2 separate regions of the Danio rerio genome follow, and region 1 is linked to region 2. The links are chromatin contacts, called in public HiChIP or PLAC-seq maps. All regions are on one chromosome and are shown on one strand. Each heading gives the region's core, a stretch centred on a gene start, on an enhancer-like site or on the middle of the called end of the contact. The rest is flanking DNA. Distances are from core to core; before and after follow the strand shown.

Evidence for each region. HiChIP or PLAC-seq counts read pairs in DNA pulled down with a chosen protein or histone mark.
Region 1: an H3K4me3 HiChIP or PLAC-seq map of embryo shows a contact between it and region 2, with 3 times the contacts expected there. The contact joins the promoter of trim25l here to the promoter of unc50 in region 2. A contact is called at or near these places in 2 of 18 Hi-C or Micro-C datasets (caudal fin and embryo) and 1 of 4 datasets of contacts at active chromatin or transcription factors (embryo).

Annotation. Positions count from the first base shown.
Region 1 is chr6:4,865,434-4,872,881 of GRCz12tu, reverse strand. trim25l (tripartite motif containing 25, like) reads right to left here and starts at 1,724. Exons shown (of 21, transcript XR_012407540.1): 1 at 1,049-1,724.
Region 2 is chr6:4,709,484-4,717,064 of GRCz12tu, reverse strand. It overlaps unc50 (unc-50 homolog (C. elegans)), which reads left to right and starts at 3,733. Exons shown (of 6, transcript NM_200247.1): 1 at 3,733-3,873; 2 at 7,276-7,550. The coding sequence starts at 7,277. It overlaps LOC110439848, which reads left to right. Exons shown (of 10, transcript XM_073954867.1): 10 at 1-1,149.

The DNA.
Region 1 (7,448 bases), core at 475-2,974, 160 kb before region 2:
GATGAAATGTGCTATATGAATTAACTTGCCTTGCCTAATAATATGTGTGAAGATGGTTTACTTTATTCAGTTCAACTCAGGTTTATATGTATAGTTATTATATATGAGTCAGCATAACTTTATGGAGCCATATCAGTCTCAAAAATAAAACATTTCAAAAATAAAATTCATACATGCACAGCACGATTCACAACTTGTCAATCTGTAAACACACAATTTGTGAATTCACAGGTAAAAAGCATAAATATGTCCACCAATGAATTAGATTTGTGTAATGAATTGTGTTTTCAGGTTACGAATTTTATTTGTGGGGGCCGTGCGTAGCGCAATGTCGCCTCATCGCAGGGTCAGTTGGCATTTCTGTGTGGAGTCTGCATGTTCTCCTCGTGTTAGCGAGGGTTTCCTCTGTGTGCTCCAGTTTCCCACAAGTCCAAAGACATGCGGATTAGGTGAATTGGGTAAGCTAAATTTTCCTTAGTGTATATGTGTGATTGAGTGTGTATGTTTCCCAGTGATGGGTTGCAGCTGGATGGGCATCCGCTGAGTAAAACATATGCTGGATAAGTTGGCGGGGGACTTCCACTGTGGTGACCCCGGATTGATAGATGGACTAAGCTTAAAAGAAAATGAATGAATTTGTGTATTTATGAACTGTTTTGAGGTTACGAAAAAGATTTGTGCATTTTATAATCTTGTTTTGAATTTATGAATTGGATTTAAGTATTTTTGAAATGTACATATTGGATTTGTGTGTTTATAAATCATGTTTATAATTCACGAATAAGATTTGTGTAATTTGGCATCGTGTTTTAAATGTACAAAAATGGATTTCGTAAATGTTAGTTGTGTTGTGGATGTATGAATTTTATTTTGTAAATGTATTATTTTTGAGACTGATTTCGCTCCATAGCTTTATTAGTTACCAAAAACTTGAACTAATTAACTAGTAACTAAAAGCTTTTAACAATTAAAGTTATAATATATAAACATAGTTAACCTGGAGTTCTACAGTATATAGGTGATGTCTATGTGTGATGTTTTTTCCCACCTGTTTGTCTGACCTCTCGGCCTGTGTGGACACACTTTCGTGGCCCTTGTGCTGGTTGCTGGTGCAGAGCCAGCAGACGAACATCTGGCAGGAGCGGCAGAAGAACTCCTGCAGATACTTGTGCTCGGGGCAGATCTTCTGGCTCAGGTCTCCGGTGGGCGCGATCAGCTCGTGGCTCTTCAGCTTCTCCTGCGTGTTGTGGGGCTTCAGGTGAGTCTCGCAGAACGAGGCCATGCACACCAAACATGTCTTCACGGCTGCTTTGGGCTCCGGGCAGCGGTCACATGGCACGGCTGAACCCGGCAGCTTTTTCCGAGTGGCTTTGTTTGCTTTCTCGGACGCGGAGTTTGCTGCTCGCCGAGCGCTCTTGATGGACTCGCGGCCTGCGGTGCTGAGGGTACCGCGGCGGAGCTGCTCCACAGCTTCGGCCAGCATTGTGTTCCGGCAGAGAGTGGGACGAGGGTTAAAGGTCTGCCGGCATTCAGGACAACTGTAGGAGCCGTTTTTCCTTCCCTCGTTATTCCAATAATCCGCAATGCAGTCCATGCAGTAACTGTGGCCGCAAGGGATGGTCGCGGGGTCGGTTGGAAGATCCAAACAGACCGGACAGTTGAACTGTTCCTCGGTCCAAAGGCGACCACTCATCTTGAGGGTGTAAAGTCAAACGAGATAAAACAAATTAATAAAGTTTTCTCAGTGTAAGTGCTCCAGCTGTGAGTGTCTGTCTCTCCAGTTTGACCGGCTGTGGGTGAGACACTCACTAACCGAACAGGTTTGGGGAGAAAATCAGGCCTCGTGTGCATCCCTTCATGATTTGCGCGACAACATACGCAAGTGACAGAATAAAGTTACAATTTAAAACGCTTATAACATACATAAATTAAATAGTTAAGTTTAACTTACAATTTAAACGTCTTAAAATACGCATGATACATTTTTCTGAGGAAAAACTTGAGAAGCGTTTGCCTGCACGAAAGTTGGCGCCAATTAACTAACTTAGTCGGCTACCTGAGCGTTGTTATGTGGGTTTTATACAGGGTTGCCAGGTCTGCATAACAAAATCGGTTTTTACTTTAATTTTACAAGAACAAGAGGTATTATAAGAAGTAAAGAAAAATCGTGACCTGTCCCATACTCTGAATTTTGCTCACATACAGAGTAACACACACACACACACACACACACACACACACACACACACACACACACACACACACACACACACACACACACACACAAACATTTCCAGATATTAAAAAACAAACATACTGTATTTTCAGTCAGAAACGACGAGTGTTGACAGCAGAGGGCGATGTTAACCAAATAATGACAAGTGGCAAGTTCTCTATTCAAGATTGGCTTTGGTGGGATTGACTCCCCTAATAAACGCTTGATCCACCATAAGGTCATCAAAACAAGAAGGGGTGGGGGTTATTATAGTAAAAAATGGCTTTCTTCAATATTAGCTTTCTATATAATATATATTTAGCTCTAGAACACCGATAGACATCTTAAGTATTCACAAAACAGGTTTCGTTTAAAATAGGTGTTGTTTTTGCATGTAGCCTAAAAAAAAGATTGGACACATAATTTGTATAGTATACAGTGGCACCACGCCTCACTTTGCCTCCTTAACCAGTCACTACTCCCTAAAACTTATTTAAGGCAGACCAGCCGCACTGTTCTTCTCGTTCTCTCAAACCCACCCTCTCTCCCTATATTTTCTTGCTTCCCATTTACAATCCTTATAACCCTCTGATCCCTCCTAGGTTGAATCGGGTGGTCCAACCACTGTAAATATTACAGAGAAGGTTCCCCCACTCTGCGTCTCCAGGCATCCTACGATCAACCTAAATGCCTGTAAACTGTTTATCCTCTTACTTTACCTTTGTCCCACTGTTCCCATGCCATCCCTTTCATCCCTACAATAAAGTCTAGCTCAAAGTATGGCATGGTCCATGCTGGTGAACACTGAATAAATGTTCACCTTCATAATAACAATCAATGTGAGCAAAGCAAAATGCTTTTCTTGCTTAGATTTTTTGTCTTGTTTCTAGTCTAAATATCTAAAATTTCTTATATCAAGAAGCATTTTCAAAACAGGCAAAACATATTGTCTTGTTTTGAGAAACAATATGCCAATATTAAGTGAGTTTTTCCTTAAAACAAGCAAAATAATCTGCCAATGGGGTAAGCAAATTAATCTTGTTTTTTCTTTTGACGTAAGATTATTTTGCTCACCCCATTGGCAGATTATTTTGCTTGTTTTAAGGAAAAACTCACTTAATATTGGCATATTGTTTCTCAAAACAAGACAATATGTTTTGCTTGTCTAGAAAACTCTTCTTGATTTAGGAATTTTTAGATATTTGGACTAGAAACAAGACAAAAAAAGTCTAAGTAAGAAAAGCATTTTTTGCAGTGTACATTTAGATTCCAAGCAGACTTTAACAAGTTTCTTCATATTTATTTGTAAACTTTTAAAAATATAACAGGTTTTATTTACAGGAAATTTACAAAGCAGAACCTGACGCAATCTTTATTAACTTTAAATGTTTCGTTCACCTCACATGACTGTTTCTGTATTCTAGTTCGACACTGTAGGGTGAATTCAGGCAACCTTTTCTGGCACAGTGCGAAAAAGGATCTCAATAACTTCACCCTTCTCGCTCTAATATTGATCTTTGGGAGATTAAGAGTAAAAAAAAAACACTCTCTGTCTGTGTTTACGTGTTTAATGATGATAAATGATTACATCCACGTCCAAGTGGCCCGGTAGCTAATAAAAAACCCAAACAATATTCCACAGCAAATTAATATAAAGTGCTCTGAATGGAAATGTACACCATCGGTTTACACTTTCATTCAACCAACCACACATCACAGACTAAAATGAAAACAAACGAGTAAATAATCAGACCTTAATGGGCCTGTGAGTCTCTGTTCGGTCTGTGAGCAGTCACTAATAAAGTCTCAGGACAGACATCATTCATGCTTTTCACCATTATTTTGTTCACCGACTCTGATGATGTCATGCTCTTGAGGGACTTTATAACCTCTAAAAGACTCAAACCAGCTTCATGGGTGTGTGTTTGCATTGACGGACTTGACTACGTCTGTAGAACTCGAGGCGATCGTAATAATTTGGCAGCATAATCAGCATTTCTTCGAATCCACGTCAGGTTCTTGAGAAGTTTCCTCATAGTACATAGTCTGGTGTTGGTGTCACGCGTGTCAAATGGACGTTTGTGGCTCTAAAACTTCTCATCTGTGTTCAATCATCAAAATATCCATGACCAGAGACCCATTTGAGCTGATTTCTACACCACATGCTCATCCAAAATGGGTTTACCTTACATCCTCTAATACAGAGGTTCTCAAACTATTCAGCCCATGATAACAATGCCAGTGACTCGTGACCCCCACATTCCTCGGAAGTGGTTATAAACTAACAAAGGTGCACACACTATAGGCCTATATAAACATGAGCATATAGACAAAACAAAAAGTGCAACAGGCTAACAACCATAGGCTTTAATAGTTTATATAGTAATTTATTATATTAACCTAAGCTATAGAGACTAAAGGGCCTAATGTTTTCAGTAGAAGTCAATGGGGTATATGCCGAAGCATGCTAATAGGACTTTTAATTTGCCTGTAACCTGGGTTAAGTGCTTCCTGTGAGCTGTTTGCCATTGAAAAAATGGCGTGTTTAAATTACAACATCGATGCTGTAAAACAGGGGTCACCAACCTTTTGGAAACTGAGAGCTACTTCTTGGGTATCGTTTAATGTGAAAAGCTACTAGCTTGATACACACTTCCTAATAACAAAGTTGCTCACTTTACTTTGAATTATATGTTATTATTAATAATTAATGATATTCATCTATGTGAAGACACTGATCATGTTAATGATTTCTCACAATAGTTCTCAACAATGATTGGAAACTGATAGATATCAATATGCAACACTTCATTTGTCTGAAATTGTTTTTAAAGTTTTTTTTTAAATATATAACTTAATGTCATTTTTAATTTTACACCATTGCAAGTGTGATTTAAAAAGAATAGCAACAAAAAATATTAGATGCAGCTTACTGGTAAGCTAATTTTAGAACAGGCCCACGGCAACTCATGTGATCCTTGAGTGCTACCGCGGGCACCATGTTGGTGACCCCTGCTGTAAAAGGTATCGTTTAAAATGGAAAAAAAACTAACAATAACAGATAACCAGAAGCTTATCAGCATGGGAACAGCACTAGCTTGGCATATAACCTATTATTGGTGTCATTTTGGAGACCACCACCATGATCATCTTCAATGTTCGGTAGTAGCCTGTATTATTTGTATTGTATTTTATTGCCTTAAAGGTGTCAAAGTTTAACCTGGTGCTATAAAATCTGCTTCAGCTGACGCTATGTGAAGTTATTTATAAACTAATTTGGAGAGGATCATGTGCTTATGATTGATCACAGCCGGCCCCGCATTATTTAATTTATGATTCACCATTCAGACGATTCCTGAGCCACTATAAATACCCTAAGTTCCATATAACAGCCATCTTCGTTTTGAAGAATTCCCCCTTCCACTTCTACTCCTCCTCCTTTCCTAGATGGGTGGCACGGGGGCCCAGTGGTTAGCACTGTTGCCTCACAGCAAGAACGTCACTGGTTCTAGTCCTTACCAAGCCAGCCGACGTTTCTGTGCGGAGTTTAAACGTTCTCCACGTACTAAAGTGGATTCCCCGGTTTCCTCCCACCGTCCAAAAACATGCAACTCAAGTTAACTGACTAATCCAAATTGGCACCATGCTCCTAGTAAGTAGTTATCTCTTAAGAGCAATCACTATTAGCTACTACAGCAGGGGAGGTCTCCAGATCTACCTGAGCTCAAACTCCCCTCTCGCCTTGCAAACAGGAGGGAGCTCCGGGCTCGAGGATCTTATGAGCTCAGGGCTCACTCCCGGGTCAGCATGCCAAAAAAGCTTTATAAACAGTCATCAGCTGAGTGTGAACTCTTGAATGCAGTGTTGTTAATCTAACGTAAACACACCAATAGTTCGAAAAAAAGAATTGAAAGGCTGATGGCTTTTTATTTGCATGTTGTTGTCTTTTACTATAAAAAATTGGTTATAGATAAAATATGGCAATTCTAATAGTTTAATAAAATTTATTTGAATTTTGGAAATCACCAAGCGACCCCCTGTGATTGGGGGGTCTCGACCCCCACTTTGAGAACCACTGCTCTTATATGTCATCTTGATCAAGTACTTTAAATTAAAGTAAACTACTTTTTACTTATATTCACAATTAGACTAAAGTTAGTTACCAATTATTGTGTAATATTTACACAATGGCAGGTGGCTCAGTGGTTAGCAATGTTGATTCTCGGCAAGAAGGTTGCTGGTTCGAATCCCAGCTGAGCCAGTTGGCATTTCTGTGTGGAGTAGGCATGGGAATGATAATTGTTTTCAAGGTATACCGCGGTTTGGAAAAGTCAAGGTTTTAAAATTTTCTGTAATACCGCCCCTAAGGCATGTGTAAGATTTTTTATTGACTTTTTTTGTTTTGTTTTTTTAAGGACAGCAGTTTCTCCAGCAGAAAAGATCTCCAAAGATGTCATTTAAATTGTAAAGAAATTTGTGTTTTTTGAAACTAATGAAGACAGCAGAAGACAATAATTCATTTTCATTATTTAGCCTGACATGTTTACTGTTCCAAAATATTATCAATCTTCAAAAAATATATATAATATATGGCTTTTATAGGGGGAAAATTTTTTGTTCTATATATCAAAGCAGTAATCACAATACTGTGATACCGTCAAACTGTGAAATTTTTATCCAAGGTTATCACACCGTCAGAATCTTATACCGGCCCATGCCTAGTGTGGAGTTTGCATGTTCTCCCCCTGTGGGTTTCCACTGGGTGCTTCGGTTTCCCCCACAGTCCAAAGACTTGTCAATTGAATAAATTGGCTGTAGTGAATGTGTGTGTTTGGATGTTTTCCAGTACTGGGTTGCAACTGAAAGGGCATCCGCTGTGTTAAACATATGCTGGATAGGTTGGTGTTTCATTCTGCTGTGCCGACCGCAGAATAATAAAGAGACGAATATAAGCCGAAAAGAAAATGAATGATGAATAACACGGTGAGAATGTGGTAAAATCTGAAAATGTGGTAAAAATCAGGGGCTTTTCTTTTTCCGGATTGCTTTTAAATACACATTTGGTTGGGTTTAGGGAAGGGGAAGGTTGGGGGATAGATCTGTTGGTGAGTCAGTCAGTCGACAGCAGCCTCTGGTGGATTTAATCGAGAACAGCAGGCGCGAATAGCACCCACGAGAGAAATTTCAGATTTAAAAAAGCACACAACGGCCTCTGGTGGATTCACGAAAACAA
Region 2 (7,581 bases), core at 2,484-4,983:
GCACTAGTACAATGCATTGGATCAGGTTTATATAATAAGCAGAAGGTTTTAAATACAAATTGTTAGACATTCCTAGGCTAAAACAATGTGTATTTTTTTTAATTGGCGAAAAAAATCCACTGAACACAAATAAAAATATTTTTAGGTGAAATCGGAGAGCTCCCTCATCCTCCATAGACAGCAACAGCCCCAAGTTGCTCAGAAACAAAGTCCAGAAACTACCAGAAAAACAATCTGGCATTTTTCAGGACTTTAAGGATGAGGAAGCTCTCAGAACTAGCGATATAAGAAATGAGCTAGGAGGAGTAGGGGGTGGTGGAGGGTCTTTTTCTTTCTCAGTTTGTGTTGTGGATGGAAGTGTACATTACTAACACTGACCCTTAAAGTAATTGTAGATTTCTAATGATTTTTGGACAGTCCTAGGCTGAAATGAGCATGCTTTTTTTTTTAATGGGCGAAAACATCCCCTAAAAACACAAACAAAAATATTTTTAGGTGAAATCGGAGAGCTCCCTCATCCTCCATAGACAGCAACAGCCCCAAGTTGCTCAGAAACAAAGTCCAGAAACTACCAGGAAAAAAATCTGGTATTTTTCTGGACTGCGAGGGTGAGGGAGCTCTCAGAATTACCGATATTAGAAATGAGTTAGGAGGAGTAGGGGGTGGTGGAGGGCCTTTTAATTACAATACATTTGCAGTTTTGGATGAACTGCCTATTTAAGCGATAGAATTAGTGGATTTCAGCATGGTAATAAGGTGCTGTGTGCTTGCTCATTAAATTAAATAATATAAATTTTATAAAAAGTTACTGGAAAGTTAAGAAAACCAAATCCTGTTTCATCATTAGAACATGGAGGAGCTAACTTAAAAATGATGTACGGGTTTTGCTTCTCTTATAAATCTGACTTAATGCATTGCGACCCAGGCTGAAGTACTGGGGAATTCAGAATGCCGGTGTTCAACTCTTTCAGGGTGGATTTATTTAATCATCATCCTTATAACCTCTGGAGAAACAACACATCCTCTTCAAATGATGTTTCCATCAATATCTTGGAGTATCAGCATTAAAGAGTTTCTTCTGTTTAAAAGTTTTTCTGAATAAATTGAAGGGATGATACAACATTCTTGCCTAAAAAGCCTGAAAAGTACGTTTTGTTGCAATACTTTTCAAACTGTAGAGTGTCCTCTGCTTGTTGCTGTATGTGGACGGAGTAATACACAAGGGTGAATGGTGAAGAGGCGGTACCAGTGCTGTTACTGGTAGTATATGGCACGGCTATCAGCCAATCAGATTCAAGAGCCAGACAGGACTGTTGTGTGTGTGTGTGTGTATATATATATATATATATATAAAAGTATGTATAGGTTTAATTGTGAAATATAAAAAGGTAAATAAAAGGTAAATTATTTTGTACACTGTTTTGAACAAAATTAAAATAAAATAAACACTTGGAATTAAAATACTACACTGTGTGACCTTTTAAAACAAAATAAAGAAATCTGTAAACGGTGATTAAAAATACTTTGTAGTCCTAAATGTAATCAATCAAGGAAAATTAATCATTAATAAATAACTCAATACAACTCAAAATACAGGGTAGAATTCAATATTTACACATTATACTCAATAAATCGTTATACTGTTCAAGTGAATTGCTTCAGTATTCGAATGAATTGTTACGCTGTTCAAAAAATCGTTACACTGTTCAAAGGATCGTTACACTGTTCAAATGAATATATTTGCTGTTCAAATGAATCATCTCATTGTTCAAATGAATATATTTGCGGTTCTAATGAATATATTTGCTGTTCAAATGAATCATCTCACTGTTCAAATGAATATATTTGCTGTTCAAATGAATCATTTCGCTGTTCAAAATAATATATTTGCTGTTCAAATGAATCATCTCACTGTTCAAAAGAATATGTTTGATGTTCAAATGTATCATTTCGCTGTTCAAATGATTCGTTTCACCACTTTAAAAATTACCACTTTAAATTTTGAAATTTACCCTACCTTCAAATTACCCTAAAACTCTGTTTGAGACTGAAGTGTCCAAACACACATAACTTATATTCGCCTGTTTTGCCAGCTTATCTTAAATAATTAACTCCCGATCCTCGATATATGTGTATATATCTCTGACTCGGATGGCCAGTCCTCATCTGCACATTGGTCCCACAGTGGCATTGGGCATTCGTTTCAAAGGAGCGCTATAGGCAACATCTAATGTAAATATCTACATGTATGCATGAAAGAAAGGAAGGTAGAAAGATATAAATCTATTAAGATTTTGGTTAACGCAGATAGTTTTCCCCCAAAAAATGTCACTGATGTTAAACATTATTATTATTATTATTATTATATGTAAATATTACACAAAGGTAAATGGAATAACAGTAAACCCTTGATTAATTGCTTTGTAAAACATTTAGAGTCAAAAATAGTACCCAGAGAAAAGGCTACAGAGGAACTATGCAAAACAATGGCTGAATCTCTTTCCTTTTAAATTGTATTTATTTATTTATTTATTCATTTATTTATTTATTTATGTATTTTGTGTGTAGCCCCCCTAAACGTTTTTTCTATTTAATGTTACACATTAAAATGTGTATTCAGTGTATAATGTAAATGTGATCGGAAGTGTGTATATATTGTTATATTTTTTATTTTTATTCCCCATTTGAGTTTGTAAATTAATAATGTTAATAAAAAATTAAAAAGAAATAAAAATAAAAAATGTCATTAGCGCCGTCTGTTGTTTCTAAACAAGCATTACAAAAAAGAATGTATGGCAAAAACAATTAAAAATCCCTAATTATTTGTACATTGTAAATTTTATATTGCTATATTTGTATACTTTTTTTATTTACCCATATTTCTTTGCTGTTTTTTGTCATACATAATCATAGACTATTCAACAATTACAAGGCATTACTTTTTCTGAACATTATTTGTTTTAGACTCCTTAATTGTGACTGATCAATCGATATATTGATTAAATTAATAAATAAATTAGATTTTAAAATTGCCATTGAAATAAAAAAGAAAATAACGTGAGAGTAAATAAATGTAGTAGCAAGTAATGTAAGTAGAAACGCTCAATAATGTAGGCTAGATTAATGCAAACGATTACATTTTTAAAAAATCTTTTAATAAGGTTTCACAATAAACTACATAGCCCTAGTCTAATTTGTTTATTATCATTATTATTATTATTATTATTATTATTAATAATAATAATAATAATATTATTATTATTACTATTTGTATTATTATTTATTTTAATAATAATAATTATTATTATTTTATTATTACTATGATTATTATTATTATAATTACTATTGTTATTATTATTTATTTTAATTATTATTATTATTATTATTTTAATTATTATTATTACTATTATTATTATTATTTGGTTTAATTATTGTTGTTATCATTATTAGTATTATTATTATTATTGTTATTATTACATTCTAGTATAGGGGTCCATGCATCACACAAGTATGATCACGTCCTATACATAGCATCTAAAGTTTGAAATTATTAAAAATCCGAATCTTCGTTTAATAAAAGCAAACGAATACCTCTCATTTTTGCATATTTTAATATGTACCCAGCATATTAAGTCTTAAACGACATAAAAAGATATTAAGCTAAATCACACACCATGAAACGCTGTTGTCCACCCAAACACTACATTTCCCAGAAGGCCTCACTGACACAGGAAAAAGCGTCAGAGCATCGCTTGCGCTGCTACGTGTTCGGACAAGGCAGGAAGTTGACATGTCACGATTGCTGCATTGTTTTTTACACCCTCGATAATAAGATATTTACTTTATAAGTTTGCTGATACTGCCGTAGAGCAGGTGAGTGTCATATTTAAACACATTCAGCAGGACCGAGGCAGTAGCTAACTCGTTTAGCAGGTTATTATGTGGGTTTGAGGCCCATGCAACACACACACTGTGATGCTTAGGGGTTTAGCATTTGAGTAACGTTATCACTTTTCATCACTCTACTACTTGCAAGTTTGCTTTTAATCGGTGTTTGTTAATGTTAGAGCTAATGTCGAATTCCTGTCAGTTGTTTTGTAAAGTCAGACTGTCTGTGAAAAGTAAATAAGAATGATCTAGAATCAGCTCTGCATGTTTACATAGGAGTTCATATTAATAGGAAGTACAACTGATCAGTTCACAATGTATTGTTGTGAAGCTGTTTGAATATAGTTTATAGCTTATATTAGATAATAGATGTAGACTAGTTATATATCAGAGACAGAAATGCTGTAGAATTAAGTAACATGTAATCCAGCGTAATCTTTTAGTAATAACCACACTGCTCAATATATGTTATTCAATTTATTCATATTTGGATTCGCAAATTGTCTTTACCTTATATCGGATCTTCAGTTTTTATTATTTATGATGAGCAAATGTGTATGAATAGAAGACCAATGGATTAAAAAGTGAAAAACAGCTTTCATTTTTTCATATTTTGTTTATTGTATATTATTATTTTTTTTTTTTGGTATTGTTTTCACCAAAAATCAATAGCCTAGGGATTGTCCTGTAAATAAAGGTTAAAACCCCTAATAATAATAATAGTAAAAAAATAAAATATATGCAGAGAAATCCACAACATGGGAGCAGTACCAGAACACCCAAAGTTTTCAGTTTATAACAACTGAGATGGTTTTGACACTGTGGAGCAATTCCAACATTATGGATGTGACATTTAAAGTAAAAACTTCACAGAGAAAGTATATGTTAACATTATATTGAAACATCTGTTTATATTTTCAAAAACTACTAACCACAGAGTTATGGATTCAGAAAAATATCATTCTGTAAACACGTTATATTTTAAATGAGGAAAATAAACATGCGTTATGGATGTGACCAAAGAAGAATGCGAGTTTACTGTGTACTACAAACTTTGTAGAAATTCTGTAAATTAAACTGCACAACCCAAAAGAAATGATGCTTATTAAAAGGATAAGAGTTGCTCACTATAGAACAAACATGATTAATTTTATTTTAGTTTTCATTTTTGCATTTATTGAGGAAAAAGCTTTGTTATTATTAAGCCCCAAGTGTAGGGGGAAAAAACATAATAAAAAGCATAATAAACAGAAAAACAAATGTGTTGGGGTGGTGGATTTCCCAAACAAAACAAAAACGTAATGCAAAAGATCCCCTTCGGTCGACAACCAAACTCGAACACTCAGTTGAGAGTATATGAATAGATTTATTATAGAAAAAAGTAGTAAATATAAATGAGCATCTCTTCAGGGTGGCCACAGGCCAAAATAACATAATGTAAATGAACTAAATTACCTTTAAATATTTAAAGAAAAATGCAGCACAAATGAGCTCCCCGAACCCTGCCGGAAGCTCCTTTTTATACAGGCCTCCAAGACCAGCAGCCAATCAGATCACGCCGGTATGGGATAACAGAAAAAACAGCAAGAAGGTGGGACAAAGAAAGAGACATATGCAATACGCAATAAAAATAAATAAATAAACTTTAGTCGTAACAGTTATGGATGTGAGATTTCTCTGTTAGACATTTTTGAGTACTTTATAGTACTGTACAATACAAGCCTACACAAAAAAACAGCACTGTAAAACCCAATAAGTTAAGGTAACTCAAACCATTTGAGGAAACTGATTGCAACAAACCATTTAAGCTCAAAAACTAATCTTAAAGAGTACTGTGAACTTAATCCATTTGAGTAAACGATGCAATTTGAGCACAGTAAAACCCAATAAATGAAGAGAACTCAAACCAACTGAGTACTCTAAAACACAATAGGTTAACCGTTAGAGGAAACCGATTGCAACAAACCATTTGAGTTAAAAAACTAATCTATATGAGTACTGTGACCTTACTCCATTTAAGTTGAAGTAATGAGGTATTTAATTAATTCATTACCTTCAACACTGAGTTCAAAACTCTTTTCAAATGAGCAGAATTACTTTCAGTCACTTTTGAGTTCACCACTCATTTTAGAGCTGCACGATTCTGGCTAAATTGAGAATCGAGATTTTTTGCTTAAATTAAAGATCACGATTTTCTCATGATTCTGTAGAGGTTAATATGAGTCGGCAATTATTGTTTTTTCTCAAACATATGGCAAAACAACAATAATAATATTATGTGTAGGTCTACTGGTTTCTAAAAATATTTAAAAATATAATAAATATATAATAATTAATATTTATAAAATATAAAATATTAATTATATATATATATATATATATATATATATATATATATATATATATATATATATATTGAATATATTAATTTTAATTTATTAAAATATATATTAAACTATATAAATATTAATATATATATAATATATTCTACTTATAAAAATTCTACTTATAATAATTCTATTGTTGAATTCTATTGTGTAGGCCTATGCTTGCAATCTGTCATTGACAACATTATTAGACCATTAATTCACTGGTAAAATCAACATTATATTGGCTAAAGTAGTTATATTGACACTGTAAACATTATTTTCATGCACAGCTCTGTGTTCGCTGTAAAAGAAAAACATATCAAATGCTTGTCGCCATCATAACTCTAAAATGCAATATGATTATTTAAATGATGTGCACGCTTTCGGTTTCATTTTTTACTGCCATAAACTGAATATTATTTACAACTTATTACCTGTTACTTACAGCCTATGCAGGTTCTGTTCACTAAAGTAGACACATGCGCGTCTATCATTAAGTAGGGTTGCCCGCTTGCCCTCTCTGTGATAACAGCTCACGGTCAACAGCTCGAGTCACGTGTGATTTCCCAGCTGCGAAAACAGCATTATATGAAGAGAAAAATTACATTTTAAGGTGAATTATACCTTATAAATTCTATAAAGTCTTTCAACATCATTTAGAGTTGTCCTTGTCGATGAGCAACGTGTGTGAAACAATGAAAAGACTCGTGCAGCCGCCTTTGCTTCTCTCCTGATCTTGAAAATATGATTGGCAGAGTTGTAGAAATGCTGGATTAAGATCGTCTAGGGGGTCGAATCGAGATTGCGATCTTTTTACGATTAATTGTGCAGCTCTAACTCATTATATTTGATTAAGTTTACTGTTGGGTTTTACAGTGTTTATATTTTTTCATGGCTAGGTTGACATTTGCATGGAATTGCTCTGTGACTAAATTACAAATAGTCAGCCCGAAAGATTTGTGGTTTTGTAGTCCAGAATCTCATATAATAACTCTTTTTCTCTGTGTCCGAACACTAGTATGTTGCCAACGAGTTCCCCGCAGATCCACCGTAATGGCAGTCTGAGTGAGCGGGATGCGGCGCGACACACAGCTGGCGCTAAGCGCTACAAATACCTGCGGCGGCTCCTGCATTTCCGACAGATGGATTTTGAGTTTGCCGTGTGGCAGATGCTGTACCTGTTCACATCGCCACAGAAAGTGTACCGCAACTTCCACTACCGCAAACAGACTAAAGACCAGTGGGCCCGAGACGACCCTGCGTTCCTGGTGCTGCTCAGCATCTGGCTCTGTGGTGAGGAAATATAACTCTCTGATTGTTATTT